Regions from separate parts of the Pan troglodytes genome. Here region 2 is linked to region 1. Evidence: chromatin contacts called from public capture Hi-C data. All regions are on one chromosome and are shown on one strand. The core of a region is the stretch at or near the end of the contact, and the rest is flanking DNA. Distances in the headings are between cores, read along the strand shown. Region 1 overlaps DLGAP1 (DLG associated protein 1). Region 2 overlaps MYL12B (myosin light chain 12B).

What was found. Capture Hi-C pulls out chosen DNA fragments and counts their contacts.
Region 2: a contact with region 1 is called in a capture Hi-C map of stem cell-derived neural stem cells, with 5 times the contacts expected there. The contact joins two enhancer-like sites. A contact is called at or near these places in 4 of 7 Hi-C or Micro-C datasets (blood, induced pluripotent stem cells and stem cell-derived neural progenitor cells), 1 of 1 datasets of contacts at active chromatin or transcription factors (stem cell-derived excitatory neurons) and 1 of 1 other capture datasets (stem cell-derived neural stem cells).

The regions. Positions count from the first base shown.
Region 1 is chr17:27,290,025-27,293,383 of NHGRI_mPanTro3-v2.0_pri, reverse strand. The region is part of intron 8 of DLGAP1 (DLG associated protein 1); the gene reads right to left. LOC100615703 (a long non-coding RNA gene) reads left to right here. Exons shown (of 4, transcript XR_008540675.2): 2 at 713-3,359. Among named protein-coding and RNA genes, the nearest start is that of TGIF1, 140 kb to the left of the region's middle. Within about 2 kb of position 1,768, at least 6 of the 24 cell types and tissues checked have an H3K27ac peak or open chromatin away from gene starts, as enhancers often do. A contact at or near this core is called in stem cell-derived neural stem cells, where this site is marked.
Region 2 is chr17:27,609,358-27,612,716 of NHGRI_mPanTro3-v2.0_pri, reverse strand. It overlaps MYL12B (myosin light chain 12B), which reads left to right. Exons shown (of 4, transcript XM_001145151.7): 4 at 1-343. The coding sequence ends at 21. Among named protein-coding and RNA genes, the nearest start is that of MYL12B, 18 kb to the left of the region's middle. Within about 2 kb of position 1,861, at least 2 of the 24 cell types and tissues checked have an H3K27ac peak or open chromatin away from gene starts, as enhancers often do. A contact at or near this core is called in stem cell-derived neural stem cells, where this site is marked.

The DNA of each region.
Region 1 (3,359 bases), core at 519-3,018:
TCAGACAGAACACTTCCTCTTAGACCTAGGGACTTTTTTCAACATTTTTAACAATGTGTGTGTTTTTCAAAATGTGTCCCAACCAGGTCTGCAGGTCTTCCTGGGTTGAATGGACTGTTTACAGAAGGGGAAGATTCAGGCCCAAGGTCAGGGTTACAGAATTATATAAGGTTTCCTGTTTGGGCAGCTGGTCTAGCAACACCTCTGGTTGGGGCAGACTGGGTCTTGTTGAGAGATAGCATGCGCAGGAGGCTAGGGCAGGGAGAGTGCCAGGAGCAGGGAAGAACATTTTTCTTTTCTTTTTTTTTTTTTAAGACCGTGTCTTACTCTGTCACCCAGGCTGGGGTGCAGTGGTGCGATCTCGGCTCACTGCAACCTCCGCCTCCCAGGTTCAAATGATTCTCCTGCCTCAGCCTCTTGTGTAGCTGGGATTACAGCCGCCCGCCACCATGCTCAGCTTATTTTTATATTTTTAATAGAGACGGGGTTTCACCATGTGGGCCAGGCTGATCTTGAACTCCTGACCTTAGATTATCTGTCTGCCTCGGCCTCCCAAAGTGCTGGGATTACAGGCTTGAGCCACCAAGCCCGGCCTGACATTTTTCTTTTAAATCTTTCATCAACCAGCTTTCCTTTCTTGTCAGATGTCACTTTTCAGCAACCTGTTGCTATATTCTCTGTTAGGAGAACTTTTTTTTTTTTTTCTGGCCAGACTGAGAGAAAGGAATTAAAGGATGGAAGAATTACAGGATCAGGCACTGCTGTCTGTCTGATCCACGGATGTAACCACAGCACACGCGTGGCTCACGGTACTAGTGAGATAAATGCTTGTTACACGAAGGCATGAACAGGGATGAGAAGAGACTTCCTGGAGAAACAAAAGGACTAACAATCAGGAAGGGGAGGTGATCGGGGCAGGAGTAAAGTGGACACCTCAGCAAAGCCATTCGCTGTGATCTCTGATTGTGCAGTGTCATGTCCTGTCACCAGAGGCCCCTCGTGTTTGATGTTGGCCAATGCCGCCAACATGATCTAGCAGGCCAAATCCTAATCTACCATTCTCTGACACCAGCTGGTCCCCTGGGTCGTCCACCTGATGTCCCCCATTCTCCCCACTTGGCCTCCCCCACAGGCTCTCGGCAAAGGACCGTGGGAGGCACCTGTGACACTGCCCTTTTCCTGTGCAGCTGTTTTTCTTCTTCATTCTTTTCACTCCTCGTTATTCTTTTTTTTTTCACTCTCAGCCCACACAAAACTAGGAACTTTGTTATTCTACTTATTTTTCTGTACTCTGTCTGTTTGCACACAGATGGATATCTGAGAACCAGCGAACTTTCTTTACCTCCTAGTATCATTTCATGAAAATTAGTAGCACCTGCACAATGGGGCCTTGGAGACAGGAATAAAAGGAAAAATCTGGAATGGAATCACATGACGCAACAGGCTATGAAGACTCCCTGCCCGGCTGCTATATGTCTGGTAAACAGAATAAATAGCACTTGAGCATCCCTGACTCTGAGACTGTGGAGTAGCTGGTTGTTTTTAGATGGGACCAGGGTATCGTGCACTTATTGCCAATTCTTCTTGCTTCAGTAAGTGGGGTGGCTGTGCAGAGTGAGTGGCCTGTGTATGAACCAGGGTCCGTCCCATCTAATGAGAGTCCGGTCAGGCTGAGTCCTCACCAAGACTTCAGCGTGGATTCATCAGTAACCTTGGTTCACCGGCAGGCTCGCTGGACTTTGGAGAAAAGGCTGACCCTCCCCCAAAGCAGCCCATTGCTGCCACTGCCCTAGGAACAGAGGGCCTGGAGCCAGGGCTTGACCTGGTACAGGAGCTTTTGCACAAGGCCGGCTCAAACCTCCAAACCTGGGAAAACAGGATGCATGGTGAAGTGAAGAAGAAAGAAAATGCATCCACTGTTCCTTCCTGTTGGTGTCAGCACGATGAGGAATAATTACCTGGATCTGGAAAGCAGGCGTGTGGGAGGCTGCAGGCCCCCCTGGTCTGTGTAGTTAGGCACTTAATTTTTCACCCTCCTCCTTTTCTCTGCCCTCCCGAAACCCCCGTTTTCAAAGGAAAAACAGAAAAACGTATCTGGGTAACCCGTGTAATACTGTTTACATCAGTCCACTTGGCCCAGAAAGGATACCAGCTCCTTACTGATGCTCAGATAACAGGGTTAGTGCTTAAACAAATTATGCCTTGGGCCGGGTGCAGTGGCTCACGCCTATAATCCCAGCACTTTGGGAGACTGAGGTGGGTGGATCACAAGGTCAAGAGATCAAGACCATCCTGGCCAACCAACATAGTGAACCTGTCTCTACTAAAAATACAAAAATTAGCTGGGCGTAGTGGCGCATGCCTGTAGTCCCAGCTGCTCGGGAGGCTGAGGCAGGAGAGTCGTTTGGGCCTGGCAGGCGGAGGTTGCAGTGAGCTGAGATTGCGCCACACTGCACTCCAGCCCAGGCGGTGGAGTGAGTCTCCATCTCAAAAAAAAAAAAAGAATTCTGTCTCAGTCATTATCCAACTTTGTCACTGATAGAGAAGGACATAGATCCAGAGAAGAACTTGTCCAAGTGACCCCAGGGCTCTTTCCCCCTCCATTACTTTTTTTTTTTTTTTGAGCCGGAGTCTGACTCTGTCACCCAGGCTGGAGTGCAGTGTCACAATCTTGGCTCATTGCATCCTCTGCCTCCTGGGTTCAAGCTATTCTCCTGACTCAGCCTCCCTAGTAGCTGGGATTACAGGTGCGTGCCACCCCGCCCAGCTAATTTTTGTATTTTTAGTAGAGATGAGGTTTTAACTTGTTAGCCAGGCTGGTCTTGAACTCCTGACGTCAAGCGATCTGCCTGCCTTGGCCTCCCAAAGTGCTGGGATTGAGGGCGTGAGGCACCGCGCCCGGTCCCCTCCATTACTCCTTAAGTGTCCCTTAAAGACTGTATTTATTTATTTGAAACAGAGTCTTGCTCTGTCACCCAGGCTGCTGTGCAGTGGCATGATCTTGGCTCACTGCAACCTTCTGCCTCAGCCTGAGTACCTGAGACTACAGGCGGGCGCCACCACACCCGGCTAATGTTTGTCTTTTTGGTAGAGATGGGGGTTTCACCATGTTGGCCAGGCTGGTCTTGAACTCCTGATCTCAAGTGATCTGCCCACTTCAGCCTCCCAAAGTGCTGGGATTACAGGTGTGAGCCACTGCGCCCAGCAAAGACTGTGTTTAAAATACTACTTTTCTGTTAGGTACTTGTCATTTGCCAAAATTAAATAAAAACAATCTAGGAACCTAGGAACCTGTGAAGTCAGTACTAAAATCTATACCAATTTACTCTACAAACCCCCATCCTCCTCCTCGTTGGTTG
Region 2 (3,359 bases), core at 612-3,111, 320 kb before region 1:
GCCAAAGACAAAGATGACTGAAAGAACTTTAGCTAAAATCTTCCAGTTACATTGTCTTACTCTCTTTTATTTCTCAGACACTTCCCCCACCCTCATAGAACCTGTTGCATGCAACTTAGTTTCACAGCTTTGCCTCTTCTTTTTGATGTATTTATTCCAGACCTTTCTGCCACTTAGCACTTGTATAATCAGACTGGAAATGGGGATGAGGGTGTAAATTGTATTGAAAAAGAGATCGCGAATAAAAATCAACAAATGTGAAAGCCCAGAAAAATATATTCGTATTTCTGGTTTTGCTGGATTTTTACATTTTTATATAATAAAAATGTTATTTTGAAATAAAGATTATGCTGACTCAAATGCAATGTAATGGCAAGTTAAACAAATGATTGATAGGTGGGGGTAGTCCTTTTTTCAGGTTTTCAACTTCATATGATTCAGGTTTTATGGTAAAATTGATTTTTCACATATATGGGACAGTGTTCTTCAGAACTTTTAAGTACCCTTTAACATTATTATGCAGTAAAAACTAGTTATGCCATTGTTTCTTTCAGATGCTTATTAAATGATAAATATAGAATGTATCTGGGAAAACATTAAACATTGCATTCATCTAAGATTCTGAGAAGAGGCAAAATTCCGAAGATTAGTTATTGTACATTTACTATATGTGGAGCGTTGTGCCTACGCAATTTTTCTTGAATCTTCCCAACAACCTTGTGGGATTTTTATTAGCCCTGTATTTCAAGTGGGAGGACCTAGCATACTTGAGTAGTTGATTAGGGTAACTATTAGGACGTGAGAGTTGGAATTCCAACCTAGGGCACCTAACTTCAGAGCTCACAGTGCTGGAACCACGATACTGTCTCTGAAAAGCCCCAAATGTCTAAAAGAGTCAAGACATTTCTGTTCTATTATGATACAATTCTGTGGTCATTATTGAAATTTAAAATAATCTTGGGGTAATTGATGATTGGAACAGAATTTCAGAAAATTCTATCCCAGGTTAAAATAAACAATACTATTGTGTGTTTGAAGGCAGTTCATGTAATATATAGACTAGAAAAGAGCCGAAAGACAAGGTTGCTCTGAGCTCAGAATCCTCAAGGCCAAGCAATATGAGAATAAAGAGAACAATCTATAAAAGGAAAAAATCCGTTTTAAAAAATTACCCAACGTTGTTCAACACCGATTTCCCCTCTTAAAAGTATTGTGATGGTATTTTGTCTGCTTAACACCAAAGCGTTTATATGTTGTTTAATATTGGTGCTTTACAACTTGGGGCAGTAGGCCGGTCTGTATTCACTTGCTAACAATTTGCCTGGGCTTCCTTTTATCATTAGAATGAGGGAGCAGCTCATATGAACTGTCACATTTATTACCTAATCCTCTTAGTCTCTGAGGTATCAGTTCTACTTTTTATTAATAGACCTGAGGTTTAGACTGAAACTCCTGCCCAAGATCTAACAAATAGAAGAATCCCCATCTGGCTCTTTTTTCCACTTAGAAGCTTAAACTCACCACAACATGTCACAAAACCAGGTGGAGAATTGTGTGTTTCACAGGAAACAGAAAAATACGGTGGGATAATCTTGATGATTACTGAACCATTGTCAACCACCTGTTATGTACCCTACACTGTTGTAAGGGGTGGGGATAACTGGGGGGTGGGACAGACAAGGATGCTGCCCTCATGGGACTGCATTCTCTGCTGGCAGACAATCCATGTGCAATATCAGGTTAAGTGCTGTGCAGAGAACTGGGCATGCATGACAGGGTGGTCAGGAAAGGCCTCTGGGTGGTAAGCTGAGATCTGAATGACAGGAAGGAGGTCCGGACCCATGTGAGGATCAGGGCGAGGCTGTCCACTCCAAGGCGCACGTGTGGTAGGAGCATCGGGAGAGCACATGGATGATACGGGTCCAGGGAGGGTATTTGGAGCAGAGTCCTAATGTGAAATGCAGGGAAGAAAGGTGATTTATATTTTTAAAATCAGTGTTGGTGCTGTGTCTTGAATGGAGGGGCACGAAGAGAAGCAAGAAGGCCGGTATGGAAGCTGTTGCCGTCGTCCAGGCTAGAGGGAGCAGCATGGACTCAGGTAGCAGGGGAGGTAGCTATAAAACGCCTCTCCGGGTCCTATCTGTTTCCTCCCCTCCAGCTCAGCCTTGTTTCCATCTCTGGCATAATCATAACTGTGCTTATTTTATTGATCTGCTTAAAGCCAGATTTGAAAAATTGAGAGAAAAGTTTTGAAGATTAAAAACAAAAAAACTTAGTTGTTTCTCGACTGCCTTATGTTTACCTGACACACTGTTCTGTTTCATCTGTATTATTTGTGAAGAGTGTTGTGGAATCCAGTAGTGGAAGACACCTGGGCCAAGACTTTGTTTCTTTTTGGTGTCCAGTAAATATAATTAATGATGATGATGAAAACTTTGTCTACTTAATATCTCCTTTTGAGAACCACATAGTGACAATCTCCTAAGTTGATGGTTGATTCCGTGGCCACTGCAGTGAGAATGTGTGTGTATGTGTGTGTGTGGTCACATAGTGAAAATGCACTGAGTATTCACTATGTACGAAGCATGTTACACAACTGCCCTTTGAGGTAGGTTTTTTTGGGGTTTGGTTTTTGTTGTTGTTGAGACAGAGTCACTCAGGCTGGAGTACAGTGGCACAGTCTTGGCTCACTGCAACCTCCACTCGCAGGTTCAATCAAGCGATTCTCGTGCCTCGGCCTCCCAAGTAGTTGGAATTACAGGTGTGCACCACCACACCTGGCTAATTTTTGTATTTTTAGTAGAGATGGGGTTTCACTATGTTGGCCAAGCTGGACTCAAACTCCTGGCCTCAAGTGATCCGCCCGCCTCGGCCTCCCAAAGTGCTGGGATTACAGGCATGAGCCACTGCGGCCAGCCTGAGGTAGGTATTTTTATTATCCCTGTTCTACAAATGAAATGTCAAGGGGCAAGGAAGTAACTTCCCAAAGTTACACAGGGAATAAGCAGTGGGGCAGTCACCTGAGCGCAGGCAGTTGTGCTCCTCCCAAGAAAATGATTATGGAAACACCATCGATAGTTTCATGAGCCAGTTTTACAAGTGTTTGTTAATTGTGCTTGATCCTCAGAACTCTAGGAAGTGGATAAAGTAGGAATTGTCATCCCATTTCACAGATGAGATTACTGAAGTTCCCTGACCTGCTCAACTTTGTATAACTAAAGAAGCTAGAGAAATGTTGAGCTTCTAACCTTTTTGACCAAGATGGGTGCTTCTCATTAAACCTATAATTTCCTAATTACATAATTAGTACCTGTAACCTGATCAGAATGTCTCACAATGTATATATTTAATACTGTCTG